Regions from separate parts of the Mus musculus genome. Here region 1 is linked to region 2. A link is a contact called in public Hi-C data. All regions are on one chromosome and are shown on one strand. Each heading gives the region's core, a stretch centred on a gene start, on an enhancer-like site or on the middle of the called end of the contact. The rest is flanking DNA. Distances are from core to core; before and after follow the strand shown. Region 1 has its middle 77 kb from the start of Gm25094. Region 2 overlaps 9530026P05Rik (RIKEN cDNA 9530026P05 gene).

Region 1 (7,543 bases), core at 4,446-6,945, 410 kb before region 2:
CTTCACACTGCACACCGTGTCAGACCAGAGGCCCCTTCCTCCTGTGTGAGTTTAACTGACTGCATTTGGAATGGTTTACACTTCCATGTCTGAGGTTAAAACTCAAACATATTGTTTTTAGGATACAATTTAGCTCAAAACAACAGCCTGTTTGTTAGGTTTGGGGAGCTGTTTCCAGATTCTCAGGGAATTTTACACTGAGATTTTTCTGGAAACAGAGTAAACCTAGACTGAGAACTAGGAGGGCTGGGTTGAATCTCATTCTTTTGTTTTCCCAACTGTGAACCAAGGAATGACAAAAGCTGGGTCTGGTGTCCTCTTTCTCTCCCTGTGTTCTGGCAGGCCTTACTAAGCAATCAGGAATGCAGAGCCTAGCCAGTGCAAAGCCAGTCCCTCCACAGGCTCAGCCTACTGATTAACTCCAGGGCTTGCTCTTTTACACTGTGTGTCCCCACAGCAGGTGTTGGGTACAATCCCTTCCTCCAAGTTCAGGAGAAGACAGGAGACGTGGCAGCAGCAGTCACTTGACTTTGCCCCTTCACATTTCTCAGTCCTTCTGAAGATAGCCTAGTGCAGTAGAATAGCTGCTCCTGGAGGAAAGGAGGGCAAAGTAAAGACAGTATACTATGTAGAGGGATGAGATGCTGTGACCATGTAGTGCACAAATCAGGTAGACCCAAGCTGGTCTGAGTCCTGGTAGAGTCAGTCCACTGTTGATGACAAGGAGTGAAAGTCTGTTCCCCATGAGCCATTGTTCTGCCCTAATCTTGTTCTCCCAGCACTTCTTCTGCCTAGTGATGGACACAGAGTTTAAACCAAAGACCATAGAGAAATATTTGATCCCCAAATGTTGGCACTCTTTTCAGACTTGGGTATTGCTTTGGAAATATTGAAGAAACATTCTACTTTTGTTGGATGCCCATGTCAACAACTTGACAATCCCTGCTCAGAAGGTAAGGAGCGAGGTGTTTGTCAAAACAGTTAATCTAACCTGAGACTAGAAGCCGTGATTCCCAAGTGCCTGATGCATTATTATTCTGAATATCTCATGTCCTCTTCAGCCTGCCATGTTTCAGTCTTCTACTGGAGGCCCGACTCAGTGAGGTTGGGCTTGTCCTGTTCTTTACGTATAGGATATCCTGTATCCAGGACACCAGAGGGCAAATAGAGAAGAGTTTGTGACTGCATCTGTTCTTATAGACAGATCATCTATTTCTAAATGACATCTACAGCTAAAATCCTAAATTGTACATAATCTGTAGAAACAGGAGCTGGTGTCTTCTGCTGTCCTCATTAGCTGCCAAGTTCTACACTGACCTGCCCAGGTGGCTGGAGGGTTATTGGCTTCCTCACATTATAAGTTATGTGTTGCTGGTTTCCTTAGAAACCAATTTGCTTAGACATATGCAATGATTTGACAAATGTATTTTAAAGTCATTGTTTTTTAATGGGCATTTAAAAAGTGTTATTGCAGTAATTGTAAAAACATGGATTCTTTTTTCAGCTTACAGAATATACACCTTTCTCTGAGCTTGGAGTTCTCAGGGTGAAACTTACTTTCAATTATGACTATGTCAATTTAAAAAAAAAGGTCTAACAGAAGAGTTTAACTTAATAAGTAATTTAACAGTCAGTCACAGGTTAAGCTACATTTTGACAAGAATAAAAGAAGATCCCACACATAGCAGTGGTTTAAGGATGGTTCACATCTTCTTTCTTGTATTTCAGAAGAAGCCGTCCATCCAGGGAGGCGTGATGATTTGTGGTCCTTGCCATGCTGCTATTTTCTGTATTCACACACACCTCTGGGCACATTTGGTGGTCCAAGATGGCTGCTTGCTTCCAACCATTGTAACTACTTTCTAACCAGCAGTAAAGAGAAAAAAATGTGTACAAAAGGAACTCCATCTTGCTTAGAGAAAAAAGTTCTTAAAAAAAAGTTCTGTCTTGCTTAGTTCTAAAAGTTGTACACTTTTTGCTGATATCCGGAAGTGCTTAGTGTTGAGGTCATGGCTCCTTAGGAGTGGGGCTGAGAAAGAAATGCAGAGTTCACTTTAGATGAACTGTGCACAGCCAATGAAGAGGTATTCCTTCATCAGAGGACAAGTAAAAGGGAGATGCTGGTGGCTTCTGCTTAGGTAACATGTTCCCATCCAACTGAGATGCTGGACTGTACAGGACCTCCTGCACATGCCCTCTACTCTCTGACCCCTACTTGTCTTTAGAACCTCATCTGTCAGTAATCTCTTCAAAAATATCCTACTCTCTCTGAGAGACTGAATCTTTCAGTTTCTCAAACTGGTCTTTCCCAACACCATTATGTGTGCATCCCATTCCTCCAGATTTGAATGCTCCCATCATTATCTTCCACACACTTCCTGTTTATCTGACACATTTCATTGCTGTGACAAAGAAACCCAATAGAAACAGCTCCAGAGAGGAAGGTCATATGTCGGCTCTTGGCTTAAGAGGGTTTCATTCATGATTCTCCTGATTTATGGCCATCCGGTCTGAGATAAGTAAGGGAGAAGCCTCGTGCTATGAATGCATAGTGGGAAAAAGCCAGTGACTTCAAGGCAAACAGTTGAGAGTGACATAGGCCTGGCACAAGATACATCTTTCCAGAACATGGTCCTAGTAGCTTACTTCCTTCAAGAAGTCTCCCAGCTTGCTTAGTCTTTCACTTCCAAAGATTCTGTTCAGAGCCTGAATCCATGAGTGGATTAAGGCATCCCTGGAGGTAAGCCTTTATTATCCAATCTCTGAACATTGCTTCTATTGGGGAGTCTCTTTTTTAGAAACTTCATTTCAAAAAGCATTACACTGTTGAGTCAGTCTGGACTATCTTCCAGCTCTTTGTGTAATTTCACATGTTCCAGGCACTCTTCACTAGCCTCGGGGTCTACAGGGTTCTGTGCTTACCACTTCCATATGGCACAATCTCTTTGATCAGCGCTGACTATTATCTTCAGTTATATACCTGTATCAGGTACTTTTCTATTGCTGTAATAAAACACCATGACCAAAGCAACTTATAAGAAGGAAGGGTTTATATTGCTCATGACTCCAGAGGGAGAAGAGTCTGTCATGGTAGGAAAGTATGGAGGCATCACAAGTGGGGGAGAACAGTGAGGCTTCATCTCTTCAAACCACAAACACAAAGGAGAGAGAGACAGACAGAGAGAGACATAAAGAGAGACAGAGGAAGAGAGAAGGATAGAGACAGAGAGATAGAGAGACAAAGAAAGACAGAGGGAGAGGGAGAGAGAGAGGAGAGAGAGAGAGAGAGACAGAGAGAGACAGAGACAGAGAGGGAGAAAGAGAGATGGAGGAATGGTATAGGCTTTACAACCCCAAAGCCTGTTCCCAGGGACATTCTTCCTCCTGTAGAGCCACAAACATCCTCAACCTCCCTAAACAGCACCACCAACTGGGGACCAAGCAGCCATAATTTGAGCCTATGGAGGAGCATTCTCATCCGCTACAATTCTATCCATGTTCATGAAGGCTTTCTTGTTTCTCTACTAGACTGCAAGCTTCTTGAGGGTAGAGCTTGTGCCTATGTCTTTCATAGGCAACATCATAGGTGTCTATCAGGGTTCAGCAGACATTCTGACAATAAATGTGTGTTGAATGAATGAATGTATGAATGAATGAATGAACAAGCGAGCAACTGCTTCAGTGTAAAATATTTGATAGTTTGAAGTGATGCATTATAGAAAATTAAGTGGTGTATGTTTGGAGTACATGCAGATGTCTGAATATTTAAAGCAAAAAATTGAATCAACCTAGTGAATGAATGTGCTTCTATGAAAGATCCTATTTTCTCTTCTGCCATGATTTCTCTTTTATCATTTAGATTTAGCTTAATTGTAAATTCAGCCTACAAATTGGTGAAAATGGCTGTTTTTCTTTGGGGAATCAATTTGTATATTGGTTAGCTTCACAGTGTTTCTAATTGGTTATATTGGCCTCCTTTTGATCTGTTCACTCAGATAAGGGAATGTGTTTTGTATCCACTTTATGCAAATAACTTCATTCATAGTTTGTCAGTTTATACTTAGAAATATGGATAAGAAGACTTCCTGTCCCTTACTATACACTGCTTTGAATAGACCACACTGTATTAATACATTTCTATGGGCACATATGTACTGCAAAGACATACATACAGGCAAAACACTCCTATATATAAAATCAAATTAAATATTAAAATAAAGTATTAATATGAATAATGGCCCCCAAGGCAGAAAAATGTATCTGGTGGAGTATGGCAGGGGAGGATAAAAAGAGAGAAGCAGACTCAGGTGTTCTCATAATTCTGCTTCCTGATGAAGATTTTCACTCCTGAGTGGCTGACATGGTGTCACATGGGTGCTTGTTCCCTGTACCAGTAGGTTAGCAGCCCACTTGGCTGTCCCTCTTTGCTCTCTTCACCTTCTGTGCAATCTTCTTTTAGAGCCAAAGAAAGAAGAGATCTTATTTTATACCAACTCCTGCAGTCAGGAAACAAGGAATGTCCTGCCCACGGCTACTAGCCCTAATTTGTAATTCTTATGAATGTTGTGATAATGGATGGAAAAATGACTTTGAGATAAAAATATCATTTTCATATTTTTGCAGATACTTTCATTGATTAAGTCTCCCTATTATACTCTCATAGCAGATGTGGAATTCTCTGTCTCTCTCTGTCTTTCTCTGTCTCTGACTTCTCTGTGTCTCCCTCTCCCTCTCCCTCTCCCTCTCCCTCTCCCTCTCCCTCTCCCTCTCCCTCTCCCTCTCCCTCTCCCTCTCCCTCTCCCTCTCCCTCTCTCTCTCCCTCTCTCTCTCCCTCTCTCTCTCTCTCTCTCTCTCTCTCTCTCTCTCTCTCTCTCTCTCTGTGTGTGGGGCATGTCTTTCTCGTGTATTTAAGGAAAATGGATTTTGAGGAGAGTCTTGAATTGTACTTTCATGTGATGTTTCCTGGGTTTTCAGAGCGTGAGGAAATGTCAATGGACTTCACACCCCCCCTCTTTCTGAAGAAAATGCCCTTCCTGTATATATGGAGACTTTCCAGAAATGCTACTAGTAGTTCTTGATGGAAGCCACTGATTATTTATACTCTAAAAAACATTTCTCTTTGCAAGGAGTAGAGGCACTACTCTTGGACTAGATTTTCTCAGCAGATGTTCTAAAAGTCAAGTTTCTCATGACACCTTCAAAGGGAAGTAAAAATTCACAATGTGTCAGAACTTCAAGTGAAGCATTATTTTGAAGACACCCTGGCTGAAATAGCAAAGCTCCAAGTTGAGTCCCTGGGAATCCTGGGAAAGGGCAGCACCCTCTGGTGGTCCAGGAAGCTGCTGATATATGCACATCATGGAGCAGTCTTCGTAAGACTGATGAGGAGTGAAAAATGAAGGCTCTGGTAGAACGGAGTGGTCCATTAATCAAGGGCATTTGGATCTTTGAGCTTTCTGTGTGTGTGCTGGAATAAATTAAGGTAAAAGCTAATCCATCACGGCTACTGCAAGGAGCAGGTACATAGTCTGGAAAGTAAAAGGCAAGGAGAAGGGTATGCATCTGCAGGTGGGGGTGGGCTCCTTACCCCAGACTCAGTTGAAGTAATGAGTGCCTGGAGGAGCGTCTGGCAGCCATCAAGCTGTTGGCTTGCTGGTATCCCAGTCTATGGGCTCAGGAGTTTGAATTAATGGGAAGAGAGGGAAGACTGGGATGTGTAACAAGGCACAGCATGCAGATTGTATCAACACCCATGGGAGTGGAGAGCTTAGATGTCATTAGAAAAAAAATAATCTGGATGGCTACAAAGATTGATGACAGAGAAGAAAGAAAAGGAAAAGGCCTTTTGAGAGTGCTTTTGCCTTGATCAAGAGGTGATTTATTTACTGTTTCTCATGGCAAGGGGCATAAAATGCGTTTCCTGGGTTGGAAAATGGCCAGGGGAGGGTTCAGATACAGCAGTCGGTTAGGGGCCGAAGACAGTTTCCTGAACTTGTTGGCCAAACTAGTATGACAGCTGAGCAGTGTGAATCTGAGGAGGCTGCAGCCCTGTGGGAGGAAGGACAGACATGTGGTGGCCGGAATGGCAGGATGATTTAGAGAGAGACTGGGAAAGACATGGAACCAGACCAAACACAGGATGCTGGGAGGGATTTTTCCCAAGATACTAACTTCTATTCACTGAGATTTAACCAAGAAACTTTGGGGCCTGGGGAGGTAGCTCAGTTGGTAGAATTTTTGAGTGGCATGCATGTTACAGGATATCTGTTTATTATACATGGAAGACCTAACTGCTAGCAAAATATAACAGCTTAAATAGATAATGCATTTGTCTGATACAATTAGGTGTGTCCTGAAGAGACGCAGTTTGGATATGCTTCTTAAAGCCTCTGCAGATAAGAATGCAAAAGAATGGAAGGTTCCTGCCTATTTTAAGGCAAATTGCTTGGGATAGGTCTTGTGGTCTTTGCTCTGTGACCCAAGGCAAAGTCAGCTGGATGGCCTTGAGCTGCCCCACTGTAAAGGTGAAATGGTTCAGCCCCTACTGACTTGGCTTCAAGCTCCCCACCAATGCTGTGATATGGATTAGCCTGCCAAGGGTGTAGGGGAAGAACTAGAGATTTCTTTTATAAGGAGTTGGGCCTTTGATAGAGAAAGTGGCTGGCAGGACACAGGTAAAACAGGAAAGAGAGCTAAGGAGCCCTCTTGGGTCTGGAGGTGTGCAAGAGAAAGGCAGATTAGCTCCAAAGAATGACACAGATAGAAAGAGATTTCTAAAGAGCTAGCACTGTATTGTAGGATGAGGCTTGTACATAGATACATTGAATTTAGCTAAGAAATTAAAGTTACCTCACTGAGTTAGAAGGTTTATATATATATATATATATATATATATATATATATATATATATATATATATATTATTAGGTATTCTCCTCATTTACATTTCCAATGCTATCCCAAAAGTCCCCCATACCCTCCCCACCACTCCCCTACCCACCCACTCCCACTTTTTGGCCCTGGCGTTCCCCTGTACTGGGGCATATAAAGTTTGCAAGTCCAATGGGCCTCTCTTTCCATTGATGGCCGACTAGGCCATCTTTTGATACATATGCAGCTAGAGTCAAGAGCTGCAGCGTACTGGTTAGTTCATAATGTTGTTCCACCTATAGGGTTGCAGATCCCCTTAGCTCCTTGGGTACTTTTTCTAGCTTCTCCATTGGGGGCCCTGTGATCCATCCAATAGCTGACTGTGAGCATCCACTTCTGTTTTTGCTAGGCCCTGGTGTAGTCTCACAAGAGACAGCTATATCAGGGTAGAAGGGTTTTTTAACCTCAGTTTACTCCTCCCATGTCTTTATTGGTATAAAGCCTGGGGTCAGTCCCCAGCACTGCATAACACAGAGATTGCAAGATCAGACGTTCAAGGTCAGATTCAGGTGCATAAAGAGTTAGTCAGGGCTGCATGAGGCCCTATCTCAAAAGAAAAGAGTGTATTATCCGAGTTATTCATCTATTAGAATATGAGGTAGATGAAAACTGT
Region 2 (7,473 bases), core at 4,152-6,651:
TAACGCACGATGTGTGTGGTCGGCTGGCTTGCCTGCCTGCCCAGAAAGCACACATGGCTATGGGAAGAGTCCTGTCCACATATCGGCGGCTTAAATCTTGTCTCTGCCCTTCCCGTCTTCTGCAAACACAGGAGCTGCTCAAGCCAACTGATCATTGAACCATTGTTTCCCTTGAAGCTGAGCAACAGGGTACTAGAAACAAACTCTTAAGATGGCCCCTTGGGCTGTGCCTTTCAGTGTTACATCAATGGATCTGTGGTAAATCAGACTTTGTAGGTGAAATTAAGGTCACTAATGAGTAGACTTTACAGCAGACTCTCTGGAGGCCCAGCTCAGCCACCAGCACTGGGGAGAAAGCAGAGTGTATCCTGGAGATGGCACGGGATGAGGAAATCTGAGAGACTACAGTGTGAGGTGGAGGCCACATGTTGGTGGGCCCAGCTTCGAGGCTGAGGTAGGAGGATGCTACCATTGAGACCAGCCTCATACCAGAGAATGAGACAGACCCCTGTGACACCACAAAGGTACAAGAAGATTCAGTGCAAAGGGGATGTTCCAATGCTGACTTTGGAGTGAGATTGCAGGGAGTCACTTGGAAAGCACATAAGCAGCAGTCTTTTCTTTTTTAAAAATAATTTATTTTTTTATACTCCATATTTTATTCCCCCCTCGCCCCCATCCATCCTCCGATTGTTCCATATTCCACACCTCCTCCCCACCCCCTGTCTCCACGTGGATGTCCTACATCCCTCACCCCACCTGACCTCTAAACTCCCTGGGGCCTCCAGTCTCTTGAGGGTTAGGTGCATCATCTCTGAATGAACACAGACCCAGAAGTCATCTACTGTATGTGTGTTGGGGGCCTCATATCAGCTGGTGTGTGTTGTCTGTTTGGTGGTCCAATGTTTGAGAGATCTCGGGGATCCAGCGTAATTGAGACTGCTGGTCTTCCTAAAGGATTGCCCTTCTCCTCAGCTTCTTTCAGCCTTCCCTAATCCAACAACAGGGGTCAACTGCTTCTGTCTATTGGTTGGGTGCAAATATCTGCATCTGCCTCTTTCAGCTGCTTGTTGGGTCTTTCAAAGGGCAGTCATGATAGGTCCCCTTTTGTGAGTACACCATAGCCTCAGTAATAGTGTCAAGCCTTGAGACCTCCCCTTGAGCTGGACCCTACTTTGGGCCTGTCACTAGACCTTCTTTTCCTCAGGCTCTTCTCCATTTCTATCTCTGTAATTCTTTCATAAAGGAACAATTATGGGTCAGAGTTGTGACTGTGGGATGGCAACCTCATCCCTCACTTGATGTCCTGTCTTCCTGTTGGATGGAGATGGGCTCCATAAGTTTCCTCTCCCTACTGTCTGGCATTTCATCTAAGGTCCCTCCCTTTCAGTCCTGAGAGTCTCTCACCTCCCAGGTCTCTGGTGCATTCTAGAGCCCCCCCCCCAACCTCCTATTTCCCAAGGTGGCCTGTTTCCATTCTTTCTGCTGGGCCTCGGCTTCAGTCCTTTTCCCTCACCCAATACCAGATCAGGTTCCCCTCCCCCCACTACTGCCCCCCTCCACTTTCCCTTCTAGATTCTTTCCTCCCTCCCAACTTGTGATTGCTTTCTTCTCTCTCCCAAGTGGGACTGAGGTATCCTCACTTGGGCACTTCAGTTTGTTGACCTTTTTTAGTTCTGTGGACTGTATCTTGGGTATTCTGTACTTGCGTTTGTTTGTTTGTTTGTTTGGCTAATATCCACCAATTAGTGAGTACATACAATGCATGTCCTTTTGGGTCTGAGTTACCTCACTCAGGATGACATTTTCTAGTTCCATCCATTTGCCTGCAAAACTCAGGATGTCTTCATTCTTAATAGCTGAGTAGTATTTCATTGTGTAAATGAACCACATTTTCTGTATCTATTCTTCTGTAATGAGACATCTAGGTTGTTTCCAGATTCTGGCTATAACAAATAAGGCCACTATGAACATAGTGGAACACATGACCCTGTGGCATGGTGGGGCATCTTGTGGGTATATTCCCAAGAGTGGTATAAATAGCTTTTCAGATAGATAGATCTATTTCCAATTTTTTGAGGAACCTTCAGATTGATTTCCAGAGTGGTATAAGGTGGAATCTCAGGGTCATTTTGATTTGTATTTTGCTGATCACTAAGGATTTTGAACATTTCTTTAGGTGCTTTCGGCCATTCTAGATTCCTCAGTTGTGAATTCTTGGTTTAGTTCTATGTCCCATTTTTTGATTGGGTTGTTTGGATTTTGGTGATAAACTTCTTGAGTTCTTTATATATTTTGGATATTAGCCTTCTCTTGAATATGGGGTTAGTGAAGATTTTTTTCACAATCTGTAGGTTGCTGATTTGTCTTATCGACTATGTCCTTTGCCTTACAGAAGCTTTCCAGTTTCACGAGGTCCCATTTATCAATTCTTGATCTTAGAGCATGAGCCATTGGAGTTCCGTTTAAGAGATCTCCCCCTGTGCCAATGAGTGTTAGCTAGAACAATAAGACAACAAAAAGAGATCAAGGGGATACAAACTGGTAAAGAAGAAATACAATGGCATCACTATTTCCAGATGACATGATAGGAAACATAAGTGACCCCAAACATTCTAGCAGAGAACTTCTCCAGCTGAGAAACAACTTCAGCAAAGTGGCTGGATATAAAATTAACTCAAATAAATCAGTAGCTTTCCTTTATACAAAGGATAAACAGACTGAAAAAGAAGTTTAGGAAACAACTCCCTTCACAATGGCCACAAATAATATAAAATATATTGGGGTAACTCTAACCAAACAAGTGAAAGACCTGTATGACAATAACTTCAAGTCTCTCAAAAAAGAAATTGAAGAAAATCTCAGAAAATGGAGAGATCTCTCATGCTCATGGATTGGCAGAATTAACCCAGTAAAAATGGCCATCCTACCAAAGGCAATCTACAGATTCAATGCAATCTCTGTGAAAATCCATACACAATTCTTCAAAGACATGGAAAGAGCAATTCTCAAATTCATCTGGAAATGCAAAAAAACAAAAACAAAAACAAAAAACAAACAAAAAAACCCCACCAGAATAGTGAAAACAATTCTTAATAATAAAAGAAGAGCTGGGGAAATCACCATCCCTGACCTCAAGCTGTACTACAGAGCAATAGTGATTAAAAACTGCATGGTATTGGTACAGAGACAGGCATGTTGATCAATGGAATAGAATTAAAGACCCAGAAATGAAACCACACCCTGATCTTTGACTAAGACACCAAAAATATACAACGGATAAAAGAAGGCATCTTCAATATAAGGTGCTGGTCTAACTGGCTCTCTGTATGTAGAAGAATGTAAATAGGCTCTTATTTGTTACCTTGTACAAAGCTCAAGTCCATGTGGATCAAGGACCTCAACATAAAACCAGATACACTGAGTCTAATAGAAGTGAAAGTGGGAAAGCGCCTTGAACTCATTCGCAACAGTCTTTTCTAGCAAGAAATAGATAAAGACCAAGGTATCTTTGTGAGGGAAAGCATTAAAAACATATCAGAAAAAAATCCAGCAAAGTAAAATAAGCTCTATTCCAGACTTGCAAGGAACAGAAATGTGTCAGCAACCAGAGTCAACTTAAAGCGGACTTTTCCAGAATATCCAGGCAAGCTGAAACCTTGCTTCAGTCCTGTAAAGCCCTAAGAAAAGAAGCTCATTAAGGCCGCCCAGATTTTTGACTTCTAGAGCTCTGCGGTATTGGATGGTACTTTAGAAGTCTCTGTTTGCTGAGGAGATGGCTCCTTGAGGGTTTGCTGTGCAAGTATGAAGATTTTCCAGATCTGTTTTAAGGTACTCTTGTATACGAGTTTTGTGTGTGTGTGTGTGTGTGTGTGTGTGTGTGTGTGTGTGTGTGTTGAGATGTGTTCTTCTGTGAGTGTGATGCAGAGGATAGAGCATCCAGTGTCTTCCCTGTTGCTCTCTAGCCTGTTACAAGACTCTCATAAAATCAGTCGGAAGCTTGCCTTTGTGCTAGGCTGGTGGGCCAGGGAGCATTACCAGAATAACAGGCGTGCACATCCAATTTCAGTTTATGTGGATGCTGGGGTTTCTAACCCAGGCACTCTCTCACCTGCTAATCCATGCCCCTATCCCCAACACAGCATCTCGAATTTGATGTTTTATCTAGGTGTGCTAGAACCACTTGTATAAGCAACAACACTGCGAACAGCTTTGAAATCCTTCGCTCATGTAAAGGAGCGCTATGAGCAACATGCGCCTTAGAAGCAATTGAAGCTTTGCACTCTGAATCAGAGTTTAATGGGCAATTTCCAGCATGGAGGAAGGGAGGTGAGAGGGGATAAAGTAACTGTTGGGAAAGCTCAAGATCAGATTTAGAGCTAAAAGGGCCAGACTCCGCCTTACTGATGTCTAATGGCTGCTGAAGAGGAGACAAGTGATCTGCGCCTTGGTTACAGACTTGGAGGTAAATTGGCCCCATTAAAAAATAATTTGGAGAATCGTATTGATGATGATAATGCTAATGCGGCAATAACAGCATTCCACTCTGACCTTGACTGGGGTTTGGTTCCAGCCAAGCCCAGCCACTTAGCTCACACTGGCTTTCAACTGCTCATCATCATAAATGTCTGTATCCACTCTTTGGGACAAAGGGCAGTCTCCTACCTCCAAAGTAAGCAAATAAACATGACAGTCAAGGCCTTCTGTGGATGCCCACCCATGTGAGGCTTTTGGCCAATCTGACCTAAGACTGAAGACAGATTCAAGGGCCTTTGCCATTTACTGGAAATCTATTGTAACAGGAAGACTTATGGAGGCCAGTGATTCGAAAACAATAAATACAAAAGACATGGACTCAAATCCAAAGCCACGCAAAACTGTTGGGCAGGTTGCAGAAAAAACAAATCTAAACACTGAAGGAGAAACAAGATTACAAACCAGTGGACTCCTGTCAGCCCATCTCTCCTTTTTATAAACACTTCCAGGCAAACCACAGTTTCAGCTCATTTTCAAGCAATGCTTTCTCTAGTTATCTGGAAATAAACACAAAATTTACCTCTTATCAAGGTAAGCAGACAAATGGGTGTGTGTGTGTGTGTGTGTGTGTGTGTGTGTGTGTGTGTGTGTGTGTGTTTTACTGCCTAATATGGGTCAGAAGATTGGGCATGACTCCCAAGGCCGTCAGCATATGAAATGGAGTGAGATGGCAGATTTCCCAGACAGAGGGGCAAACACAACACTCATCTTTCATTGTCTCTTCTCTCCACTCCTGGTTTTCTTCCTTCTGTCCCGTTTGTAAGGTTCTGTTTGGGGTTACACTTTTAGACAGATAGCTGCTTCATCACATATGCTCTTATCCTTAGTGAGGCTAAAAAAAGATCGCAACACACACCCCCACTGTGGCACTTGCCAACAAACTCTGCCTGTGTTTGGGGCTGATCTCATCCTTAACCTCCCTCTAGGACCCATCAGAATAATGGATGGTGTAACTCCTCCCTGATAATGTATGTATGGAGCTGGGAATTTTTTTTTCTTCTCTGATTAATAGGTATTCAGGCCTTGCAATCCTTTTGCTGTTTTCTTTAGATTAAGAGCAATCTTGGTGTCCAAAAGTTTAGAGTCCAAAAGGGCGAAAAGAAGTGCTTTTCAAATCCCGGTGGAAGGAGTGGCTCTCATTTCCTTTCTACTTGCTTTTCCTCTAGTAGTACAACTAGTCTCTGGGAGGCTGGAGGAGGGCCACACTGGCACAGACTGGGTTATTACTACCTCAGTTCTTTTCAGCACTGAAGAACTTCACACGCCACTTCTAGGATAAAAGAATATGAGTTTCCATCTCTCAGGGCTTTTGGGAGTCTACCATAAGGATGGAAGGACCATTTGCAATTGTGTGTGTGTGTGTGTGTGTGTGTGTGTGTGTGTGTGTGTGTGTCGTCCATGTGTGTGGTGTTCCTGTGTGTGTGTATGGGTGTGTGCACATGTCAAAGCTAACAGTCAGATTCAGATATTGTTGCTCAGGTGCTATCCAGCTTGTGTCTTGAGATGCTCTCTCTCGCTGGCCTGGAACTCACAATGTAGGGAGGCTGGAAACCCAGTGAACTCTGGGAATCCTTGTGTCTCTACCTCTCCACCACTGCGATCACAAATGAGTGTGGCTCTGCTAGACTTTCCACTGCTTCCTGAACTTGAACTGGAGTCTTTATGCTCATAAAGCGAGCGCTTTACCGATTAAGCTATCTTCCTAATCCCATTAGAAACTATCTTGCCAGAAGACTCTATCTAATGTTGCCAGAATGGTTCTTAAATTCTCCAGGGATCCTGGCCAGGCTTCCAAATGACCTTTGACATTGGTTAACTGGCTAACTACTCAACAAAGGATGAGGCCTTATCAGATACTAATGCCCTTGCTACCAAGGGCACTGGCGTCCCCATCGTAGAATTCTTAGTCTCATTGATAAAAGAATTTAAGGCAGATTTGAAAGGCAGCTGGGGGGGATTTTATTCTAATTCTAAAGAAAAATCTCAAAGCAGACAAGCTATAAATGTAGGCAGCTGCCCAAGGAGATAAGATTGAACAGAGGACAAGAGAAAGCCATGCCATTTAAATTAGGTCTGTGGTTAGCCATGTGGTGGACAAGCAGATGACTGGTAATAAAGCTGGGGGTGGGAGGATAGAGAAAGAGCCAGAAAAATCATACTTAGACTCTGGCCAGCATCCAAAAGACAAAAGAGAAGAGGTGGGAAGGTTAAGACTCAGGGTTAGAAAGTTACAATCTCATGGTTACTGTACTGACTGCACTGGGCAGGGGGGCAAGAAAGTACATTATCTCATAAAACAGGTAATTGTTCCTCCTATCTCTTAAGCATGACTTAAGGTGGATCTGCCTTGTTGAGGGGTGGTCCCCTAGCTAACTGATTATCCACCCTAACTGGATTCTTAGGTCTCCACCCAGGCCAAAGATACCATTGTCTTGACCAAAATGAAATATGATAATTTCTTCGTACTAGGCCTTTACTGATACTGTAATACAAGTACACATAAGGAAGGGATCTCTTAGGTTTGTAGACACTAAATCTAGTGGGAAAACTCCCCCTGTGTTGAATTGATACCAGGTGTTTACAAACTTACAGAGAGAATAGCCCATTGTGGCAAGGAAGGCATGTTGGTTAGATGAGCTCCTACTCATGGCAGTAGACATATGTCACAAAGTAACTGAAAAGGCTTAGGCAGGAAGTAAGGTCAGGTTTTAGCCTTAAGGTGCATCCTTCTGACCTCCTAATGGCCCATTTCCTCTAACTAGATTCCACTTCCTAAAGGTTAACAACCTCCCCCAATTAAAATAATCATCTGAGGATCAAGTGTTTACACATTGAACCTGTGGAGGACATTTCACAGGTAAACCATCACAAACTGATTTTGTTAGCACAACAAGACCACGACAGCTCAGAGCTTCTCAGATTTGGTCCCAGCAGCAA

What was found. Hi-C and Micro-C count contacts between places; a contact is called where the count stands out from the background.
Region 1: a contact with region 2 is called in a Hi-C map of the N1E-115 cell line, with 1.9 times the contacts expected there. The contact joins two enhancer-like sites. A contact is called at or near these places in 2 of 484 Hi-C or Micro-C datasets (the N1E-115 cell line and nephron progenitors) and 1 of 115 datasets of contacts at active chromatin or transcription factors (extraembryonic endoderm stem cells).

What each region holds. Positions count from the first base shown.
Region 1 is chr6:93,409,058-93,416,600 of GRCm38.p6, reverse strand. No RefSeq gene overlaps it. Among named protein-coding and RNA genes, the nearest start is that of Gm25094, 77 kb to the right of the region's middle. Within about 2 kb of position 5,695, at least 5 of the 459 cell types and tissues checked have an H3K27ac peak or open chromatin away from gene starts, as enhancers often do. A contact at or near this core is called in the N1E-115 cell line, where this site is marked.
Region 2 is chr6:93,002,734-93,010,206 of GRCm38.p6, reverse strand. The region is part of intron 1 of 9530026P05Rik (RIKEN cDNA 9530026P05 gene); the gene reads right to left. Among named protein-coding and RNA genes, the nearest start is that of Adamts9, 63 kb to the right of the region's middle. Within about 2 kb of position 5,401, at least 20 of the 459 cell types and tissues checked have an H3K27ac peak or open chromatin away from gene starts, as enhancers often do. A contact at or near this core is called in the N1E-115 cell line, where this site is marked.